Linked DNA regions of Mus musculus: regions 2, 3, 4, 5, 6 and 7 are each linked to region 1. A link is a contact called in public promoter capture Hi-C and targeted proximity ligation data. All regions are on one chromosome and are shown on one strand. The core of a region is the stretch at or near the end of the contact, and the rest is flanking DNA. Distances in the headings are between cores, read along the strand shown.

Evidence for each region. Promoter capture Hi-C pulls out the DNA fragments that hold promoters and counts their contacts.
Region 2: a contact with region 1 is called in a targeted proximity ligation map of the SCID.adh cell line, with 11 read pairs. A contact is called at or near these places in 7 of 39 promoter capture datasets (the 3T3-L1 cell line, cranial neural crest, embryonic stem cells and 3 more) and 3 of 130 datasets of targeted methods (the SCID.adh cell line, embryonic stem cells and large pre-B cells).
Region 3: a targeted proximity ligation map of the SCID.adh cell line shows a contact between it and region 1, with 10 read pairs. A contact is called at or near these places in 13 of 39 promoter capture datasets (the 3T3-L1 cell line, the C10 cell line, the HPC-7 cell line and 8 more), 8 of 484 Hi-C or Micro-C datasets (CD4 T cells, DN3 thymocytes, cerebellar granule neurons and 5 more), 10 of 130 datasets of targeted methods (the 230-238 cell line, the SCID.adh cell line, astrocytes and 5 more) and 1 of 9 other capture datasets (liver).
Region 4: a contact with region 1 is called in a promoter capture Hi-C map of hippocampal neurons, with 3 times the contacts expected there. A contact is called at or near these places in 18 of 39 promoter capture datasets (the 3T3-L1 cell line, the C10 cell line, the HPC-7 cell line and 12 more), 5 of 484 Hi-C or Micro-C datasets (cerebellar granule neurons, double positive thymocytes, olfactory sensory neurons and 2 more), 14 of 130 datasets of targeted methods (the 230-238 cell line, the NIH/3T3 cell line, the SCID.adh cell line and 10 more) and 1 of 9 other capture datasets (adipose tissue).
Region 5: a contact with region 1 is called in a targeted proximity ligation map of the SCID.adh cell line, with 19 read pairs. A contact is called at or near these places in 5 of 39 promoter capture datasets (the C10 cell line, HPC-7-derived erythroid cells, liver and 2 more) and 2 of 130 datasets of targeted methods (the SCID.adh cell line and memory CD8 T cells).
Region 6: a promoter capture Hi-C map of stem cell-derived epiblast-like cells shows a contact between it and region 1, with 4 times the contacts expected there. A contact is called at or near these places in 14 of 39 promoter capture datasets (the 3T3-L1 cell line, 3T3-L1-derived adipocytes, the HPC-7 cell line and 10 more), 10 of 130 datasets of targeted methods (the 230-238 cell line, the NIH/3T3 cell line, the SCID.adh cell line and 5 more) and 2 of 9 other capture datasets (embryonic stem cells and liver).
Region 7: a contact with region 1 is called in a targeted proximity ligation map of the SCID.adh cell line, with 8 read pairs. A contact is called at or near these places in 3 of 39 promoter capture datasets (liver, neutrophils and stem cell-derived epiblast-like cells) and 3 of 130 datasets of targeted methods (the SCID.adh cell line, bone marrow-derived macrophages and embryonic stem cells).

What each region holds. Positions count from the first base shown.
Region 1 is chr19:32,484,110-32,487,207 of GRCm38.p6, reverse strand. Minpp1 (multiple inositol polyphosphate histidine phosphatase 1) reads right to left here and starts at 1,439. Exons shown (of 5, transcript NM_010799.2): 1 at 649-1,439. The coding sequence starts at 1,267.
Region 2 is chr19:33,314,109-33,317,245 of GRCm38.p6, reverse strand. It overlaps the pseudogene Rnls. Among named protein-coding and RNA genes, the nearest start is that of Gm29998, 76 kb to the left of the region's middle.
Region 3 is chr19:33,358,176-33,361,156 of GRCm38.p6, reverse strand. It overlaps the pseudogene Rnls. Among named protein-coding and RNA genes, the nearest start is that of Gm29998, 32 kb to the left of the region's middle.
Region 4 is chr19:33,239,331-33,242,383 of GRCm38.p6, reverse strand. It overlaps the pseudogene Rnls. Among named protein-coding and RNA genes, the nearest start is that of Mir3970, 84 kb to the right of the region's middle.
Region 5 is chr19:33,099,908-33,102,931 of GRCm38.p6, reverse strand. Gm29863 (a long non-coding RNA gene) reads right to left here. Exons shown (of 5, transcript XR_386659.2): 4 at 2,063-2,199; 5 at 771-1,180. Among named protein-coding and RNA genes, the nearest start is that of Gm29863, 16 kb to the right of the region's middle.
Region 6 is chr19:33,263,127-33,266,344 of GRCm38.p6, reverse strand. It overlaps the pseudogene Rnls. Among named protein-coding and RNA genes, the nearest start is that of Mir3970, 110 kb to the right of the region's middle.
Region 7 is chr19:33,177,317-33,180,481 of GRCm38.p6, reverse strand. It overlaps the pseudogene Rnls. Among named protein-coding and RNA genes, the nearest start is that of Mir3970, 22 kb to the right of the region's middle.

The DNA.
Region 1 (3,098 bases), core at 190-2,689:
CAGGGTACCCTAACCCTAAGTAAGGCTTAAAGAGGCTTTGAGGAGCAGCTTCCTAAAAAATCCTTGTAAATGTCGAAACACAGGAAAAGATGTTGTTAACAACAACAACAACAAAAAAGCCAAAAGTCCTGTGATCCCAGCCCTCAGGAGGCAGAGGCAGGTGGATCTCTGTGAAGCCAGCATAGCCTACAAAGCGAGTCCAGGACAACCAGGGCTGAGAAACCCTGTGTCAAAAAAACAAAACAACAAAACTCCCAATTCTCACAAGCAGTTTGGGAGGAAGAAAGTTCTATATTATTAAGTGCGCCCAGGTGTTAAACTACTTGCCAGGAAGGGAAAAGAAGCTAGGTTGGCACTCGGGGGGATAACGCGATTTGGGAATGTGGAATGTAAAACGAGAAGCGATACTTTCTTTCCCCTCCTTCTAGCTGGGTCTCCAGCGTCCCCTACTGCACTCTTGCGCAGAAAATGCTAGGAATTCACACCTGATGAGTGAATGGACAAGCGTATTACTAAAACAACAGAGACAACCAAGTCCACATCCTGGGTCCCGAGAACGCAAGCGGGAAAGGGAGGTGACAAAAAGGGACACGAGGGGAGGCTGGATGAGGGAGTCCGCAGTCTAGGGAAGGCGGAGCGCGCTGTCACCTGAGACGTCGGGAGGTGGCAGTCCTGGGTGGTAATGCTGCCACAACCCCTGGAGGAAGGCGGCGCTGCTGTCCACACAGCGGTGCTTGGAGCTGGTGATCAGCCGCAGGCGGTCGTAGTTCTCCCGGCTGAAGAGGTCTGGGAAGAGGGCAGCCAGACGCAGGGCCAGCTGTCGCATGTCCTGCCGCCCCTTCTCCACCAGCTGCCCGTCCATCCAGTCACCGTACCACAGCGGCCACTCGGCCAGCGCGGCGGCCACTTGGCTCCCGCCATCCCGGGACTCGCGGGTCTGCAGCAGCCCCTGCAGCTGCTTCAGCTTGCGGATCTGCTTGGTCGTAGGGTAGCGGGTGCCGTGACGGATGAGGGCGACCAGCTGCACCGGGGTGCAGGTCCCCGCCAGCAGCTCCGGGTCCCGCCGCGGCGCCACCGGATCGACCAGCAGCCAGGGGTTGGCATCTTCGTAGCGTGTCTTCGTGCCGAAGTAGGGGCTGAGCACCGAAGCCACCGGGTCGCCGCGCCCCGGGAGAGAGCAGCGCGCGAACGACGAGAGCAGCGCCGCAGCCAGGACCGCGGCGGGCGCTACCGAGGCCGGGAGGTGGCTGCGCGCGCCGCGAAGCATCGTGCCCGGGGGCCCCGCGGAGGGCGGCGCGCCGCTTGCCGACCCCCACTTCCGGATCCGCCGGCGGGGGCGGGAGCAGAGCGCACTTCCGGCCCGGGAACCTCAGAAGGCAAGCGTGGTCTCCGGTGCTGTCACCGAGCGAGTGTGGCCGATCGTCTCGGAGCTTCGGTGTGGACAAGTGGAGAGGCGGAAACCTCCGACGAGCGTGTGACACCGGGCGCAGGTGGAGCCGGCGTCAGTTGACCCGGAGCGTGGGCGACTGTCCGGCAGCTTGGCGCCTCAGGAACCGATTCAAAGATTCCTGAGCTGTTTAGGTTTTTCGGTGTGGTAAAAGAGCACACATGAATCCTTTCCTTTTTCTAGTAGGTAGCCCGGCTTCTACCAAAAGAGAAGCTATAGGAGATGGCTTTTGTCCCTTACGGTGTGTTTTCAACATGTGGCCCCTGAACGATCAGTCTCAAGATCCCTCGAGAAAGAACGTCTGTGGCCTTTGCTTACAAGATACCTCCTGAAGCACACGCCCTCCCCCGACCCTCTTGTTAAGAGTTTGAAAATAAGCAGGACACCTCAGAGCCATGAATTTAGAAAGGGGCTTATTCCTTCAGAAATTTAAGCCCTGGGCTTCAATTTAAGTATGATTTTAATGTAGGCTAGAGCTGACACACCACCTCAAGATTGTAAGCTTGTTTATGCCAAAGGCCATTGAGAGAATAGAAACAGCCGTCCTTATAATTTGAGCACACTGAATCATGGCCTCACAGATGCACTCCATTATTAAATATGACCTCATCACTGTATGGAGGAAACACCCATATTCTCCCATGTAGTTAGATATGCAAATCAGTTGAGATTTTAAAATGTGCATGTGTGAACTAGCATGACTATATGTACAACATTTGTGAGCCCACGAAGGCTAGAATAAAGCGTTGGAGTCCCTAGAACGGGAGTTTCAGGCTGTTGTGAGCTGTCATGTGTACTGTAAACTAAACTGGGGTCTTTTTCAAAACCATTAAGCACTCAGTCACTGAGTCAACCCCAACAGTTGAGTGTCTGTCAGGCCACATAGCTCCGAATCTTGGACTCAAAAATCTTGAATCTAAATACCTTGTTTGTTTGTTTTTTTCCTACCCAAACCTCAGTATGTATGACAATTAAGGAAGATTATTAAATGATAAAATGATCCAAACCCAAGGAGATTTTAACCACATTGGCCACATTGGATCTTTCTCATAAGGACAGTTACCATCTGTACTTAATGGTACAGAAAATTGTACTGTTAAGCACTGACCAAGAAGAAAATGTTATAAAAATCCAGAGTAAATTCCAACTTGAATGCTGAAATTTTAAGGCTCAGGAGTGGGGGAATTCTAACAGAACTGTGCTTTTTTTTTTTTTTTTGATATGTCATTTTGTAGTGTTTAAATGACTAAAAATTCGTGACCAGTCTTACTTTTCACAGGAGGTTACTTAAATTAGTATTCATTGAATTTTAAGCCTTACACCTTATAGACTAAGGTGCTTGCGTTGTTATTTGTTTTCAGTATAAGACATTTTTTTCAATTGTACTTTGATAGTTTACAAAGCAGTAGGTTTCCTTGTGCCCTTTTCATACATGCTTAGTTTTTGCTGAACCTCCTCCAGCCCTGACCTCTCCTCCATGGCCCAGCTTGGATCCCCTACTTAAGCCCTTTCCCAGTGTCCCTCATTCCTTATCAAATGTGTTCTAGAACCATGCCCACTCCTCACCCTTACAAAGTTTCCTTTGTTCTTCCTGGGCCCCTTTTTAGTTTCCTAGTGTCAACAAGCACTCACATATATACACTAAAATCCA
Region 2 (3,137 bases), core at 321-2,820, 830 kb before region 1:
CTCTGTCGTTTCTTTCAGAGTTCTCACTTGAAGCTGACACTTGACACTCATCAAACTCTTGAGCCAAGAGAAAACTTCTGAGATGTTCATATCTAAGGTCTCACTCTGCTCCTGTAGACCTTAAGCTTGCAATGTCAGCTAGTTAGATATGGACCTAGCCAAATCTCAGCCACTCTCATTTCTCATTTCTCTCATTCCACCACCACTCCGTACATCACAGTACTCCCACTTCTCCTTTCATCTCTACATTGTCTTTTTGCTCCTAAAATCTTCCTCTTCTCTCATTCTCCACATGAATAGCCCCATTGATTTTCTCTGTTTTGTTGTTCAGTATGTTTCATTCACTTAAAGGAGGACTATTTCTTTTGATAACCCTCTATAGTGTTGTAAGATCAGATATATACATTATCTTACAAAGATAATGAATAAATATGCAAAGTTTAACTTCAAGTCTAACAGTCATTTGCCATTCAAGCCATGGAGCTGCCTTGCCGTGCTGTTTATCTAGTGATTCCCCTTTCACCTTTGAATTAAAGATAGAGATTTTTAAAAGTGATTCCATTGGATTGTTTTTCTTAAGTCAATCCAACATCTGTGTTCATCTTTCTCAGAAAGATACATTTTACCTTTTTTCTACCAGTAAAACATGTAGTTCTTGAAGTTGTTGTATAAAATCTTTGTCCAAAAGCTGGTACCAGTTTATTATATAACACTGCTTCATTAAAACACACCAGGGTTAGAGTTATGGAAATTGCTCAGTTGGTGAAGTGTTTGCTATGTGAGCATGAGGACCTTAGTCTGATCCCCACAATCAACATGGAAAGACAGGCATGATGAACTAAGCATATAATATTCACTCATGGTAGGTGTGGGGGTTAAAGGGATAAAGAAGGGAGGGTTTTCTGGCATTCTCTAGCCACCCAGCCTGGCTTAATCAACTATGCCCAAGCCAATGAAAGTTCCTAGAACAACCCACTTAAAATACATGGGTCATGGAACTAAACAGAGAGTTTTCAAAATTCAAATGGCTGAGAAACATTTTTAAAAGTGTTCAACATCCCTCAATATCAAGATAATTCAAATCAAAACTACTTTGAGATTTTATGTTGCCCCTTTTAGAATAGCTAATATCCAAAAATAAATGATAGTCAAATGACTGGTGTGTATCTAAGGAAAAGATAGTCAGTGCTAGAAGAAGTGCCAACTAATGCACCCACCCTAGAAATCCCTTTAAAAGATAGAATAAATATACCACATGACCCAGATATACCTCTCCTGGACATATACCCAAGGACTATATATCCTACTATAGAGACATGTGCTCATCCATGTTCATTGCTGCTCTGCTGTACCCTTTATGGTTCCAGACATTGATGTGACTGTTACAGTTAGAAAATGATGAAAAGATAAACATGGGCATATACAGAAAGTTTGGGGTCATGTGAACTAGAGAAGCCTCAAAACCACAGAGGCTCAGAGTTTTTATTATATGCAGCGAACAGGGAGTCTGGGTCATTGCCTATAACTGAACAAGGAGGAAGAGTTTACTGTACACAGCTCAGCTAAGATGACAGGTTTAGCCAAAAGACAGTTAGGAATACTCTCTGTAAGTAAGCAGTCTTGGCCATAAATACCGAGAGATAGAAAGCTATGATGGACAATTTTCTGCACACGCTATCAACATTGCACTTGGACCAGCGGAAGGCTTTCTCATCCTTCTGAACATTAAAGGAGGAAGAGCTTTGCCTATTTCCCATGAATCTAAGGCTTTGGTCCTTGACATGGTCAACTCATGTCTGCAACATACTTTCATTCAGGACTTAATATACTTATGACTTCCTCTGCTCCCCAGTCTGTTCTGTTCATAGTAGTTAGACAATGGAAACAGCCTGGATGTTCATAAACTGTGGAGTGGGTAATGAAAATGAGGTATATGGAATATTAAAGAGCTACTAAGAAAATAGAATTATAAAGTTCATAAATAAATGTATAGAACTGGAAACAGTCATCCTGAGTAAGGTAACCCAGACCTAGAAAGACAGATCATAAGTTTTATCTATGTTATTTGCTGATGTTACTTTTCAATCTTCAGGTATATGTGGTAGTCTGAATAATAATGACCCCCAAAGCATCATATATTTATATGCTTAATCACCAGGCAGTGGCACTATTTGAGACAGATTAGAAAGATTAGGAGGGCCGGGCATGATGGCTCATGCCTTCGATCCCAGCACTCGGGAGGCAAAGGCAGGCAGATTTCTGGGTTCGAGGCCAGCCTGGTCTACAAATTGAGTTCCAGGACAGCCAGGGCTATATAGAGAAACCCTCTCTTGAAAAAAAAAGAAAGAAAGAAAGAAAGAAAGAAAGAAAGAAAGAAAGAAAGAAAGAAAGAAAGAAAGAAAGAAAGAAAGAAAGAAAGAAAGGAAGGGAGAGAGGGAGGGAGGAAGGGAGAGAGGGAGGGAGGGAGGGAGGGAGGGAGGGAGGGAGGGGGAGGGAGGGAGGGAGGGAGGGAGGGAGGGAGGGAGAGAGAGAGAGAGAGAGAGAGAAAGAAAGAAAGAAAGAAAGAAAGAAAGAAAGAAAGAAAGAAAGAAAGAAAGAAAGATAGATAGATAGATAGATAGATTAGGAGGCATGGCATTGTTGGAGTCTGTGTGGCCTTATGGAAGAAAGTGTGTCCCTGGAGGTAGAGGTAGGTGTGTGTGTGTGTGTGTGTGTGTGTGTGTGTGTGTGTGTGTGTGTTTCTTAAATTTTAACATAATGTTAAACCAACTCTTAATGACTCATCACTATTCCCATAGATCATTACACTTTCCAGTCCTCCTCAGAGAAGATCCTGTTTGTAGTGGATGGCAATTAACATAGAGAACCACAGCTGAAAATGCAATACATCAGAAACTATGGAATGCTCAGCCCCAAAGGGAACACCTTCCTCTTCCCAAGAGATCATGATAGAAGAGGAAACAGAAAGAGTTTTAAGAGTGTTAGGTAGTAGATAACGACAAAGAAACAGTTTTTCTAGCACATAGGAATTCCCAGAAGTTGATACAGCATTCATAAGACCTGCACAGACTTGAACTAGACTAAATACTATCATAGAGAGGGGATATGGGCATGAAGTCCAGTTTCTAGCTAAGGAA
Region 3 (2,981 bases), core at 472-2,971, 870 kb before region 1:
ATAAATATATAAGTAAATAAATACATACATACATGTAAGAATAAAGTAAACCATAGTTTTGCAGTTATTGTAGAATTGTGGTAGCAACTGTGTATAGAAATTATAGACAGTTTTCATTTTCTTTATCTTGATGTCCAGTGTGCCAGTCAGAATAATCACTCCTCAAAGATGTCAACAGGTTAATTCTAGGAACTTGAATGTATTATGTTATATGGCAAGCAAGACTTTACAGACATAATTGTTAATGATTTTGAGATGGAAATATTACTCTTTGGATGAAATGTAATCTTACATGAAGGGAAAGAGAAGGAAAAGAGTAAAACTCCAAGAGGGAAGCATGATGACAGGAGCACATTTCACAGAAGGAGCAAAAGGGGGTTTGCACAGTGCTGGAAACACAAAGGGGTTGCCAGCCAGCAATGAAGGCATCCTTGGGAAGCTAGATAAAGTGAGATCTAGGTTCCTCCAAAGCGCATCAGAAAAGCACAGCTCTACAAAACTGTGATTTGGATCTTAAAAGACCTACTTCAGACTTCTGAATTGCAGAACTTTAAGGTAATAACGTTGTGTTTTTGTAGGTTCAATGGTTGTGGTAATTTGTTAAAGCAGTAATATAAAACTAATATAGCGGTTCATTCCATTGGAATAAATTTTTTCTATCTCTTTCCTCCAACACCTCACATGGCTCTCCTACTGCCTTTCAAATTCATGGCCTCTTTTTCTTTAATTATTATATATTATTATACTGTATGTAATATATGTAACAATAATAATGTAATTACTTATTACACATATATATGCATGTGTGTATATATATGAAGAAATATATAAAATCAACCTTCTGAGTTCATTTACTGTTACCTATATATTTGTGAATGATATATTTAATAAAACTAGCTCATTCTTGTGTGATTATGAAATAATATAAGCATCATAACCTGTTCTTAGTTCGCTACGTAGGTATTCTTTATGATAAAAATCAATCTCTCCTTCTGTCCTTCTCTATTATTATCTCTCTCTTCTAGTTAATTTTATTATAGTTTTGTTTATCCAAAAAATGATAGCCTACTTCATTCTAAAGAAAGTTTTGAACAAGTCATTGGCAAATTGTGAGGAACTTATAGAAAATATTTAATGAGATAGTTCTCTTCCTGGACTATGGAAAAAAGTTGTTATGACCTAAAGAATATTTATATGTGTCTTATCAATAATTGAGGAACCAATATTACTTTGAAGTTTCAAACTTCAGATATTTTATAAATGCCTGTACTTAACCAAGATGAAATCTGTCTTACCTGTACTTTCACTTAGCATGTTCCAAGAGCCTATGTGTTAGGTGCTATACAACCTTACTAATGCAGAATATTTTAATAAGCAATTGTATTAATGGAAGCATTCATGGCAGCATACCAACTCCAATGTTCACATTTCCAAACAGGCAGAGGAATCACAATTCTACTCTCACCCTGAACTCCAGGTTAGAGATTGGATTAGCATTATCACAAATCAGTATGAAATGGGGGGATACTTTATCACAAAGCAGTATGAAATGGGGGGATACTTTAAAAGTAAATAGGAAAGAGGAAGGATGGACGTAGGATTGAGCTCCCTAAGCATCGTTTCAGGGCTTGTTATCTGCTCTAGAATCACTGCTTCAGAAGAGTCAGATGAAAAGAGCACTGCTTGCTTCTTCTTAACGTTTCATTGCAACAGTAACAGCCACAGATACGAGGCATGAACCAAGTCCACTGCAGGCCTGTCAGACATCTTTTGGTTGTTGTTGTTATTGTTGCTGTTGGTGGTGGTGTTTTTGCATGGTTCTCTCTCTAATCTAACCATTGTTTTGGTTTATTGGTAAGAAGTCAATTAAATCAGTATTTGAAGCCTTTAAAGTTTAAAGTGATATTATTGGGTTTTCTTACACATATTAGCAAGAAATTTTATTTAACATATTCTATAATAACATGACATAATGAAGATTTTCAACATTTCTCACTTGTGTAATTCCTAGTTTATCACTGACATCATAGAATTTTACGAGCCATAAATTAGACTACAATTTCTCATTTCCTACCTGAAGCCAGTAATTTGGGTTGTTTTTTTTTTTTTACTCTTATCATTATCAGCAGGGCCTCTGTGCTGTTGTTTGCAGTGGCAGATCCATTGTTTGCAAAGGAAAGCTAGAAAACATTGTCTATTCATAGTGAGGAAAAAGGATAGAACTTTATCCTTCACTTTGGTGCTTGCAGCATAATTTAGTGAACTGTCCACTTACCTTATTTAAATGTTAGTTTAGATCTTTACTGCCTAGAATATAGGCCTAATTTTGAATACAACATAAAAGATTGTAAAAAGAGGAGAAATATATAATAATATAAATTTAAAAATCTTTAGGTTGCTGTCCCTGAAACATCCATTTAAACTTGTTTTTCTTCTGTCTACTTTCTGTAACAAGAAATAACTATAAAATTAATACATTTTTATTATGAATTCAATTGCCAGCTATCCCATTTATTCATCTAAATTGTAAAATATATAACAGGAAAGTATAAGATGTTATTTATGTAGCCGTTTATAGGTGAGACTGTTTCATGTGAGACTTCCTGGTATCCTGGCTCTTACACTCTTTCCACCCCTTCTTCTATAATGCTCCCTGAGCCATAGATCTAGGAACTATGATATAGATGTAGCCACTGAGGCTAGGATTTCCAGGGTCTGCTGGTCTTGACAGTGTGTTTACTTGTGGTTTTCTGTGCTTGATCTATTTGCTTGCTTTAAAGAGAAGCTTCTTTGATGATAGATAGTAGCCACACTTATTTGTGCTCAGCAGTATAAGATTTAGAATGTGGCAATGCCAATACAAGTAGACATACTAACTTGGAGTTGGGAAACTACCTTTAGATAAATGGTCAGCTCTGAAATCATATACATACAAATAACAAAAAAAGATTTACTAGACTGTATTTATATATTTGTGCACA
Region 4 (3,053 bases), core at 539-3,038, 750 kb before region 1:
AAATATATAAAATTTTGCCTAAAATAAAACAACATTTCCCAGATGACTTCAGAAAAATAAAAGTAAAATAACTTAGCTGACCTCACACTCCCCTCGCCAAACATTTCGTGAAGTCCGGGAAGGCCAGATTCCCATCTTATATTACTGAGAATTCCCATATGGAAGTCTGTGGAAGAGTTCAGTGATGTCCCTAGTGGAAATTCTGACTGAGTTACATAGAATGAGAATATGATTTATAAACAATAAACATTAAATTCTTTAAGGTTTGATCTTGGCCCTTCAGGAAGCTCCAGATGTTAACTGAGAAAAGATACTCTTGGGGCTCTAATAACCTTGTTTCCTGGGTTCCCAAGAACTTAGTAGGTCTCTCAGCAACTGACTGCAATGTCTTCAAGGGGTGTAACTATATTTGTAAAATTACAAAATCATTTTTATCCAGTTTTCAATATGTTCAGAGCTAGGACTCATAGGCAGAATTTTAAGCAAAAGCCCAATATCATGTATGCAAGTGAGAATTTTAAGTACAAAAATTGCATATGCTTGTTGTAAAACATTTGAAAAATACAAAATGAGTGTCCATAAAAATAGCTAGTAAGCTTTTCTGATAAACACAATTCATACATTTCCCTTTGTAAGAAAAAGAGAGAAAATTATTAGGTCAGGTTATCAGGTTGTGGTTGAGTAATTTCAAAACCTGAACGTATGATTCACTGAAATCATTTCTCTAAGCAAAGGAGAGGGAACGTTTTTAATGTGCCTTGACTACTAAGGCAGATTTCCTGGGATGAAAATGAAAAGAGGGATCCTAGAAACTCAAAAGCAAGTCCGGTCATGTTAACTTCTGTCAGAAAACCAAAAGGGCAAGAAAGCATACAAGAAGTCACTCCCACAGGAGTATGGATCAGACACAAGGAGCAGGGCACCTGGAAACCTTCCAAATGTGTTGTCTCCTCTGCTTCCTGACTTTTTGTCAAGAAATGTATAAACACCTCTAGTCTAGGAGCTATAACAGACTCCTTTACAGAGTGTGATGGTTATCCCTAAGGAGTCGCTGTGTGCCAAGCTTCTTATCTAGGACTATTCCTGCTATCCTTACATACTATACTATGGACGATATATCTCACCTTAACATAAACCCAATCACATCTTACTGTTGTGAGCAATTAGCAGGTAGAACAATAGCGATGGTAAAACAAGTAACTTGCCCCCTTTGGCTTATTTATTTTTATTTCATGTGTGATGTTGTTTTGCCTACATGTATGTCTGTGCAACATGTGTATGCAATGTCCATAGAGGCCAGAAGAGGGCATCAGATCCCTTGGAACTTGAGTTAATGATTGAAAGCCTCCATGTGGGTGCTGGGAATCAAAACCTGGTCCTCTGAGAGTATCCAGTGCTCTTCACGTTTCCAGCCTCAAGTAACTTGCTTAATTACACAACAAATAAATGCATGTGAAGTCAACTGTTTACTCTACAGACACACAGCCAGAGTCACTGTGGTCACCATATAGATCCACTGAGAAAACAATTGACCAAGTACCAATCAACACACTCTAATAAATTATGTATTTGAAGTTTGAGATATGAAATTTCAGTTTAATCAATGGAGTCAAAATTAGTAATCTATCTTTGGCTAAAACTACAACCTCCATGTGCTTTGGAATTTTAGTTCTTTTCAGAGCCATATGGCTTCTGAGTTCATCACGAGCTCCAACTGCAGCATGGATGGTTTATATGGGGAGAGGTGTAAGCTGTTTCAACTATTTTTAGGCTCCTTTGCCCATATGCCTAAAGAATTTCATCCCTCTCGGTGAAATCACCCTTCTACCCTGCCAGAGTGTCTCTGTTCAAACAGATATAGTGGCTCAAATGTATAATTCCAGAGCTTTTCATGCTGAGACAGGAGGATAGCCATGGGTCCCAAGGCTACAGAATGAGACAATGTCAAAAAGAAAAAAAATTGAACCTGAAGAATGATGGTCTGCCTACAAGCTCACACATTCGATCTAGCATCTGTTTGCTTCCCATCTGAGCCGAATGGTACATTGGTTGGAGAAAACATTTAAACCTAGAAGATGGGGGTGGATTTTAGCCTTCCCTCTACTCATCTCTTCCAGTGTTCTAGATATCCACACCCTGACTTTCTCCCTATCTCTCTCAAAACCTATTCCTCTGTGCTCATAATCAGGTTTCTACTCTTTCACTGCAGTAGATGTGAGACCACAGAGGCAATCTGGTAAAGTCGTTAAAATCAATTTAAAAGCCAAGATTGGTTAACTGACTGGATCCCTTGATGGCAAGGGTCATTCATTTACAAAAGAGTTATGGAAATATTTATAGTACTTTTTGAAGGAAGAGTTATGACCAACAGGCAGCTAGTGAAAAAATTACCTATAAATTTCAAAAGAATCTTTCTGCATTTGTTATTTTCCCATGCGAAAAATCTATACATATATTTTGAGATTTCATATGAGAAGGAATTATAGTCAGAGATGAGGCTGTAAAGCCATGACTATAAATAATCTAAAACCCAGAATTCTCATACATGAAGACTTTGAAAAGAGATTTGTACAAGCACACATATTGATAATATGAGATCATAATGTGAGCCATCAAATAACAAAGAAAAGAAACAGAAACTGGGCCCTAAAACAGTGTAAACAACAGACCCTTCCCTCTGACATCAATAAATTTCCTCATCTCTAAAATTAAGCCATGTGAACGTCCTTATCTGCTCTCATTTCAGATTGGGCATTATTGACCACCTTTATCTAATACACATGGAAGGCTTACCACTGTGCTAACAATACTTCTCTTGGGGGACAAGCTTCAGTGAAAAAAGACCAAGCTATAAACCTTCTACATATTTCTGTGAATAAATTGAGGCATCAAAAATAAATGAATAATGAACTTCTTATAGTTCCTTTAAAGTGGGAGATGTGTTTCCATAGAGCCAGCCTAAGTAAGATGACTCATGGTAGTTCTGCTAATGATTTCAGAAATGGTTTCCATTTATTCTATTTCAATATTAACATTCCAGTGAAGACTTTTGT
Region 5 (3,024 bases), core at 157-2,656, 620 kb before region 1:
AGAGCTTTGAAGAAAAATAATGAGCTGAGAGGTTCATGACATGCTATTAAGAAGTTTGTGATTGGACTTGGGAAATCAGATGGATCTCCAAGGAAAAGGGACCATATCTGAACCATTGCATTTAGAATATTTTTGAGTCCCGGAGCAGCTATTTATGAGAAGGGAGAGTTGTTTTTTGTCTCAATTCCAGGTTCTGACTTATGTGTAGTGAAGAAGCCGCTTTGCACAGCAGACCTGAAGTCCCTGAAATATCCATGACGTCACCTTTTTTCTACTGATCTCCCTTTGACTGCACAGAGGCATGCTATTAGCTTTGTGCTGTTTGAGCTAAATTCTCCCACATGTAGCTAGCAATCCAGCCAAAACAATGTCAGCAGGAAATTTCACACTGGATGCTCAAGGTAGTCCCAGCTCAGGGAGATGGAAAGATCAGGTTCGGATGCTTGGTTTTGCTAAGGATCAGGACAGAAAGAAAAGGCATCCAAGGTGGGATGCAGGGCTGCCTAGAATATGCAGCTTCCTGTCTTCCAGGCAGTGAGTGGTACACTGTCACCCTGTATTCCCAGGGCTTATGTGACATATGTGAATACAGAAAGCACTCAGCTCCATTTCTGGTGGTGAACCTAGGAGACCTTGCTCCTAAATGACAGAGGAGCCATTTTAAGATATGATATCATAAAAGATAATAATATCTGAAAGGGGGAAATGCATGCACCCAGGGTAACACATAAGTAGGCGAGCACAGGATGAATTTGTGGTTAAACCATTTATTCCATTGCAGATGACAATTTAACTCTTTGGAGCCCAGAGTTCCCCCTATGCTCATGCGTCGTGAAGAGATGATTACGTAATCTGCACTGCAGGTTGAATTGGGAACATCTGGGGACAGTTGTAGGGAGCTAGCCATGATCCTGAAGCTCAGACTAAGATCACTGGCCTCCAGTTCTCTCTGCCAGCCCCATGGTAACAGGAAGGCATAACCCTTGCCCCCAGATCTATTGAACCGAGCAAACAGTGGGGCTGAGCACTCGCATTGTGAACGACTATTTGGAGAAAAGATGGGGTGGGGATTGAAATGTTCTGCTAATCAAAGGCACCAACTGTTGCTGCTTCTCCGGCTTTCTTCAGAAACATCACACGGGTGATGGTACGTTTTTTTCAAGCCTGCGCCAGCCCAGCTCTAAAATGGAAAAGTATTCGTTTCATATGAGCAAATGTTTTCTTCTTTTTTGCTTCTCTCTCTCTCTCTCTCTCTCTCTCTCTCTCTCTCTCTCTCTCTCTCTCCCTTCCTCTCTCCCTCCCTCTCTCTCTCCCTCTCTCTCTCCCTCTCTCTCTCCCCACTGTGGGAAAACGAACTTACTTTCAGTTACGCCTGACATCTGACCACTATACTGATCACGAGGACACTGTGGTAAACCACAGGCCCACTTGAAAATATCTCTCTTAGGCACAGTTCCTGTGCTTTAGAGGGCACCATCCCTGGCTTTTGGTTGTGGCCCTGACTCTCGGCTCTGGCGTCCTCCATAGGAGTTCCATTTTCTCTTTCTTCCTCTACTGACAATGAGTGGTCTCATCCCCACATCTTCCAAATGAGCCAATTCACAAAATAAGTAAAATGTAAAAATGGTGCCTTTTTTTTTCCTATCCAAAGCCTCAAACAGAGCTCTGACTGTACACTGCACCCTTCTAAAAATGAAACAAGGCATGAAAACTTAAAGATAGGCTCAGGAGAAGGCTTGGTGGGTAGGAACACTTATTTCCTGAATGTGAGGATCTGAGTTCAGATCTCCAGCACACACATAAAAAACTGAATGTACCCAAGTGGGCCTGTAATTCCAGCACTGAGGCAGGGAAGACAGAGACAAGAGAGAGAATTACAGTGGCTTTTTAGCCCACGGCCTAGGCAAAAAACAAAATCGGCACTGGTTCAGTGAGAGAGTCTACTTCAGGGGTATAAGGCAGTCAGCAATAGAGGGAGATGCATGTATGCACAGATGCAAGCAAGTGAGTGTGTGTGTGTGTGTGTGTGTGTGTGTGTGTGTTTGTACCCGCACACACTTACAAGGCGGTAGAGGGTGGGTGGTGGTATCTTGATTAATAATGAGATGACCAGCCAGGATTTATTCATACTCCTTCTGTCTGAATCATCTTGTTTCTTGTAGCTGTTTTACACTTCCAGGATCTTGCCATCTGCCCACTCTACAGAAATACAGGAAAGCATTTTAAAAACAATGGCTTGGGGGGGGGGGGAGATCTGGGGATCCGAAAACCTATCTTTCTTTCTTTCACCCCACTGCTTACTGCTGCTTTCCTGAGAATGCAGTGCTGTTCCTGCTGCACCGGACTTGCCTCTTAACAACCTTCCTTCTGCCCCTCACAGCTCACATCTGGAGCCTGAGGAGAAAGAACAGATGTGGCTGCCCCCTTGCCTAAGTGGGAGGGGGGAGGACACCCTGGGTAGTTTGTCCTGCTTGGATCTAATATGTGTCACTGGAATATAGGTCAGCATTTTGATGGATAGGTTGAAACAGGCCAGAGGCAAAGATACCCCCGGGTTCACCCCACTCCACTCTACTGTCTTCTCCCCCAAAGCAAGTTAAGCCCCCAATGGCCTCAAGAGACATGCACAGCAGATGGAGCTGGTCTTCATGTCTTTACATTCTGCACACTAATTCTGTAGAAATCTAGAGCTAAGCTAAGGCTTTATCAGTCTGGGCTTGGGCCAAGCTTCAGGCTGAAGTTCAGCTGGCCTGGCCGGACGCAGATGCCAGCTGTTCACACTAACCTTGATTCCCCACCCCACCCCCAACACCTGATTTAGATAGCAGAGTGGCCAAGTGACATGCATGTAGCCCTGATGCACAACTGGAGAGATGACGTGATTTTTAATTACTGTGCAGTTCAGGTGGGAGCAGGAAACACAGGAAAGATACACACACACACACACACACACACACACACACACACACACACACTGAAATGAAACAAGAGAGTGCTACTGGTCTTGCCTAAAGATTATTACTT
Region 6 (3,218 bases), core at 310-2,809, 780 kb before region 1:
TGACTGTATCTTTTCAGTCAATGAGCCAAAAATAGTTCCTAGATTGTTGTTTGTCAGGTGTTGGTCACAGTGATTTAAAAAAAAAAATACATCAACTGACATTTGTCTAGGTAAATAGTATTTGAGGAAGTCTAGACATTTGAGATATTTCCATGAAAGAAACGGTGAAGGAGGACTGTTCTCCTACACTGTATTGTGCTCTATTAGGCTCAGGACTGGAGGTTTGAATCAACTCTGCCATTATAATTTCCCATATAGCTCTAGATCTTTCTTTCCATGTAGTAAATTTAGAATTTGAATGAGTCCACTGTAAGAGAATTTCCAACTCTGACATGTCCTGATTTCATACATGCTTCAAGAAATATCAGTACTATGTATATAAATCTCCTTGCATTTTTATTTTTATTTTGTATTTGCTTGGTTAGTGTTTTATTTTGAGACAAGGTCTCACTGTGTAGCCCTGGCTAGCATGGAGCTCACCAGATAGGCCAGGCTGACATGGAACTCACAGAGATCCACTGAGGGCTGGACTAAAGGCATGTGCCATCAACCTTTGTTCAGCCAGAAGTTGACCCTAACTGTGCACACACCTTTCTTAAAGTCTTTGTTGTTTAAATGGGTCTAGAAACCATCTGAACTCACAAAAATATTTTTGCCATCTATAAATCATGAGGACAGATAATCTTTTTTATTAGTTTCAGAATCAAAAACTGCTCTGAGAAAAACCTAAATACATAAATAGGCTTTGTACTGCTTGGTAATCACCTGCAACTGTGGAGCCTATAATTACAGCAGTAACTAGGAGCTTAAGTTAAGTGGCAGCAGTGACACCCAGAGAGCCTTTAGCTCCACTTTGCTCCTGGCTCTACAGGCAATCAGGCTGTGAGATTCATTGACAGGAACCATGGCAACAGTAACTACCTATTTGTTTTATGTTTGAAAGACTTTGAAGTTGGGCGTTGTTTCTTTCATGTTAAAATGGCTTTGATATGCAAGAAAGTGAAAATAAAATAAACCACAGCAAGGAGAAAAACTACCGTGTTGACAGAGTATATGTTGGATTGATCTATCTTTATCAATATTAGCTCACTAATGAGAATAGAGTCTCCCAGTGATCGGACAAAAAATTGTTATAACTTACAAAAAAAGAAAGAATTTATTATGAGAATATGACTATGTGTATCACTGCTCCCAGGAGTGCACAAAAGGAGACTCAAGGATGGATTTCAGAATGGGTAGAAACTGAGGGACCTATGATTACCTGCCAACCCCACAGTGTTCTAGGGAGGAGACAAAGATGGGATCTGTCCATTTCTACTTCTGAGCTACAAAACATACAGTCTTAACTGTCAGATCCAAAGGAATCGTGAATCTCCCAAGCCCCCAAAGGCAGTCCAAATATCCAGAAATGAGCTCAATCAAAACTATAGGAGGAATTCTGATAGATAAAGGCCAACATTCCTCAGGAACCTCTGAAGTTGTTCACCCTCTACCAAAAGGAGTCACCTCTTACCTCTAGCAAAAGGGAGTGTGGCTACCTATGGTGTCTATTAGCATATCAAAGCTCATGTGGGCCTCCAGGCTCCAGCAGGATCACAAATTACACCTTTCAAAGTCTGTGTTAGCATCCTAGCTTACTCACATTCTCCCCACTCTACCTCCCTCCAGCTTACCGGGTTCCCTCCCCACAGCTACACTTTATCCTTATAAGCTGCTATTTTCACTATGATCTGTCTATGCTCTGCTCTTGCTTTTCTCACTATGGATTCTCTGTTCTCTATAGCTTGCTCTTCTTCCCTCTCTCACAGGCAGCCCTGGCCATGTCTAGTCTGCTGACCATGCTCAGTCTACTTCTTTTTGCCTCTTCTCTGAACTCTCCCAGCTGCCTCTAGCTGTTATCTCTCCCTTATCTACATTAAAAACCTTCCACCTAACCATACCAAGGAGCGGTCATGTCATGAGTCTATATGTTCACCACAATTTATCTTCTGCTATCAGTAATAAACAAATCCTCCTAGGGGGTATTTGAATGACAGAACAGATGTTAGGCTCCAGAATATTGACAAATGACCCATAAATAAGCTATGAGGTCATCATTAATTAGTAGCACACATTTCTATTTAAAATTATTTAAATAAGGAGCTGGAGAGATGGCTCAACAATTAAGACCCTTTGCTACAACCACAAAGGAGACCAAATTCACTTCTCATCACCCACATAAGGTGGCTCACCACTATCTGTACCTCCAGGCAACCTAATGCCCTCTTCTGGCCTCCATATCCACAGGCGTGAACATATATGCACATAAACATTTCAGAAGGCTTTCTCACACATCTTGTTGCTGAGACTGGACCTCAGGAGAATCTGTAACCACCAGGAATGATATTTTCATGATTGAATTGGACTTAATTATATCTTTTCTCAATCTCTGAAAGCCACAAGCAAGTTTACCTTTTATAACCTCATATCGACGTTAATGGGATGCTGTAGTAGATATAAGTTTTATTAGAAAGTAGGGTGTGGGAATAAGTGGAATGCCTTTTAATGGTCTCCATGACAGTCTAGATCTGGTAATCCTTCACAGAAAACTTCTCCACTGGGTGTCTGAGTTGTGTTTCCATATAAAATGCAAATATTAGTAACAATAACCATAGTCATTCTTATTATAAAATAAATGTCTAGGTTTAAATAAATTATTTTCAGCTATAAATTTAGCTTAGCTTGATGCCTTTCTGTTTTGAGCTTTAAAATCAATCTCTTATTGCTTTTTTCTACATCAAAATGTTAATGAAAATTTGGAGAGACAGGCAAGACATTACAACCTCCCTCATGCAGATCGATGCTTTGTCATGCTGGTCACAGAAGGACAGCTAACAGTAGTCTCACCCAGATCCTTGTTATAAAGGAGAACACTTAAATATCTTACTGAAAGCAAGTGTTTTCTCAGACAGGACCTAATATGCAATTCTTACTCTTGTTTGTGAAGTTGTTTAGAGTTTTAAATTATACATTAGCCTCAAAACTGCTGTGAGCACCTCCTCTGCTATTTGTGTACTCCATCATAAATCATGTCTTTCCTATGATATGCACATCTTCATCAGCATTTTGGTCTTGAAACTATAAATCTCAACCTCATATAAGTAATATATGGAAATGTAGATAGTGTCTGCAAACTGACTTTTTACTAGTCTCTTAATGTTAGTAAAGTATGACAGTTA
Region 7 (3,165 bases), core at 497-2,996, 690 kb before region 1:
ACTTATTATATGTAAATACACTGTAGCTGTCTTCAGACACTCCAGAAGAGGGAGTCAGATCTCATTACAGATGGTTGTGAGCCACCATGTGGTTGCTGGGATTTGAACTCTGGACCTTTGGAAGAGCAGTCGGGTGCTCTTACCCACTGAGCCATCTCACCAGCCCAATGGTGTTTACTCTTAACTTTCTTTCATCTTTATTTATGTGTGTGGATGCTTTGCCTGTATATATGTCTGTTCACCATGTGCCTGGTGCCCTTAGAGGCCAAGAAGAGGGCATTGGATCTCCTAGAACTTGATTTCCATGTTTGTTTGGGTGGTTAGTTACCATGTGAATGGTTGGAATAGAACCTTCATCCTCTGGAAAAGCAGCCAACCTTCTAACCCACAAGCCATCTCTCCAGCTCCAATGTGCTTACTCTTTGATTTAGAAATTCTACTTCTAGGAAATCTGCCCTACAGGGAGATAAACAAAAGTGTGACAAAGAGATAAGATTTAAACTGTGTGGGCTCCTGTGACAAACAGTCTTAGACTTGCATATAACTTATTGTTAATAAATTCCCTCCAGTTCTGGAGGCTGAGAAGTACGAGATCCAGACACAAGACACTTGTATTTGTGGCAAGGACTCCCAGGCTCTGCTCTGTGGCCTCATCACCTCCCGAAAAGTCACACCCCTCAGCACTGTCACCGTGGCAACTAGATTTCCACCCATGAATTTAAAGACAGACATTCAGTCTCTGGAAGAATAAACATGTACGTTGCAAAATTGTTTGTAACAGTGGCAAGCTGTGAAAAATATGTCCAGCTGTAAAAGATTAAATAATTAACTCTGGCAAATCCCCAATATTATTAAACATGATAGATGCCAATGAGCTGATAGAGCGCTCTGGATATTTTTTAAATATACAAATCCAGTCCAAAAAAAAAACCACTGGCTATAATTGGCTTACATTTCCACTTTAATATTATGAATAAGTATTTAGGCTCATATATAAGATATTTCTGAAAGTGACCTGAGGAACCTTTGAATGCAGCTATCATTGGATAATGGAGGTGCTGGGTCTGGAGACAGAAAGTTACTCTTTCTTCCTTTGACTGTGTTTATAGTGTTACCACTTAGACAAAGGCAGTTTAAAAACAAAGATGACCCAATCCTACCTTCCCTTCCTCACAATGTGGGACCGTGAAAGGCATCTTGCTCCCGGGTTGAGCTAAGGCTTAAAACCCCAGAGACCTTGAAGGGATGGTAGGTGTTTTGCCTGTTCCTGGAGAACCAGACACCCTATAGATTTATGGCCATCAATCATCTAAGGACAACGCCCCAATCCCCTCCACAAGTAGAGGTCCTGAAGAGCGGCCAAGCTCAAGACAGATCTCCATTTCAATGAGCTACCTAAAGGCCTGGAGGGCTTAGCCAATAAGCTTTCCTTTCCCAGACATTCCTCCCTGGAAAAGGCTTTAACCTCAGACCCTCCCTGAGAAGTGGAGTATGGTTTACTCATCCACTTTCCACCATGGCAATTGATGCCTTAAAAAGCCTCTTTTCATTGGAATTCGCAGTGGGGAGCCATGGAGAAGTCCTTTGCCTATAGAGCTACTGCCTAATCTCTCTGTGCTCCCAGCCTCGGGTGCCACCAAGCTCAAACTTGCCACTGCAGTCAAGCCAAGGATCTCGCCCCTTTTTCCACCGGGCACCAGGCTAGATCCAGCCTGAGGCCCCCCACTCTGATTCTCAGCTCTTTCACAGCTCCCAGTGGCGCCTGGGTGTCCGAGAGCCTAAGAACCAGACTGACCAGCCTGGTCACAGGCCTGGGGATCCCCAAAACCAGCTCCAGCGCTTTCCCACTCCCAGAGCAGTGTCCCAGGGCTTCCCTACAGCCTGAAACCCGCCCAACAACAGCATGGGGTAATCGTGGTCAACTTCCTGAATCCTGCCTCCCTGAGCAGCCAAGCCCTGTGGCATACTAGAGACTTTTTGATTTTGCTTAAAAATGGCATTTGAAACGCATGCCAACCTAAACAATTTTGCTAGTGTTTTCTCTAGTAAACATTAGTACATCATTTTGAATACCTATTTGGGGAAAAAGGAAGCACCATGGTCATGTGAGAGTCATTCAGCCAGTGAGCAAGGAGACAGTATTTCTGATGCCATTTCAGCTAATGTCCCTCAGCTCTGCGTAGTGGAAGGAAGGACCCAAGGTGTCCATACTAAATGAAACATATACTATTTCTTAAGATAGAAAGTTATAGTCCAGGATTTTCTGCAAACCTTAGATGGTGTGGCATAGTTTCCTAATAAATGTTAGATACAGTCCTCTGCAGTGAGGGGAGGAAAATGACAGTGAACTTCATCTATATTTCCTGTAATTTAAGACTGCCATTTCAAGCCTTATCATTTCCCCTTTTCTGATAGGCATTTTATCTTTAAACGAGAGGTAAGGATTTGTCGGGTAATCTTCATGTCTGATTGCCTGCCAGGAAGAACACAATTTCCCTATTCATTTATTCATTCTTAAGAATCTTTTCTGGGCTCTTACCTTTCTCCTAGTACTTCTTTAGAAGTTGTTTGTCTCCCAGATGAAGCTCTCTGTTCCACTCTCTTACTGTTTACACTGGACATTTAAACTGGGTACTGTTATCAATTAATGTGGATAGATTCTACCTCCAGAAAAGCAACACGGAAGGAAAAAAAATCAATATTTTCTCCCAACGATAGTGCAAGAACATGAAATAAGTAAATGGGAAACCTTTAAAGCCATCTTTTCTCTACACCTAGTCCTTGGGAGAAGCACTTATTCCCTGAACTTTGCACTTCTGTTCAAACCATAAGCCTATGTCGGATTGATAGAAATACTTGCCATAGAAATCCCTGCAGGAGACAGAGTTGGACACACTGAACTTGTCTGGGATGTGATTGGCAGAGAGCAAGCCAAATTTTAGTATTTGGTTGATACTTTCTAAAGCAAATAAACTCTGAAATTGTTCCCTCTGTTCCTGATTTTGGACCAACAGGCACAGAACACCAGCATGTTGCCAAGATATGGGGTGCTAAGACAGAATGCTATATCCACATTTGGCCTGCTAGAAAAGTGAGGAAGGAGAGAAGGGAGGCTCGGGAGCCTGTGTCAGCCTTCAGGGGTCTCTGTTCCTGCCCTACTCTTCT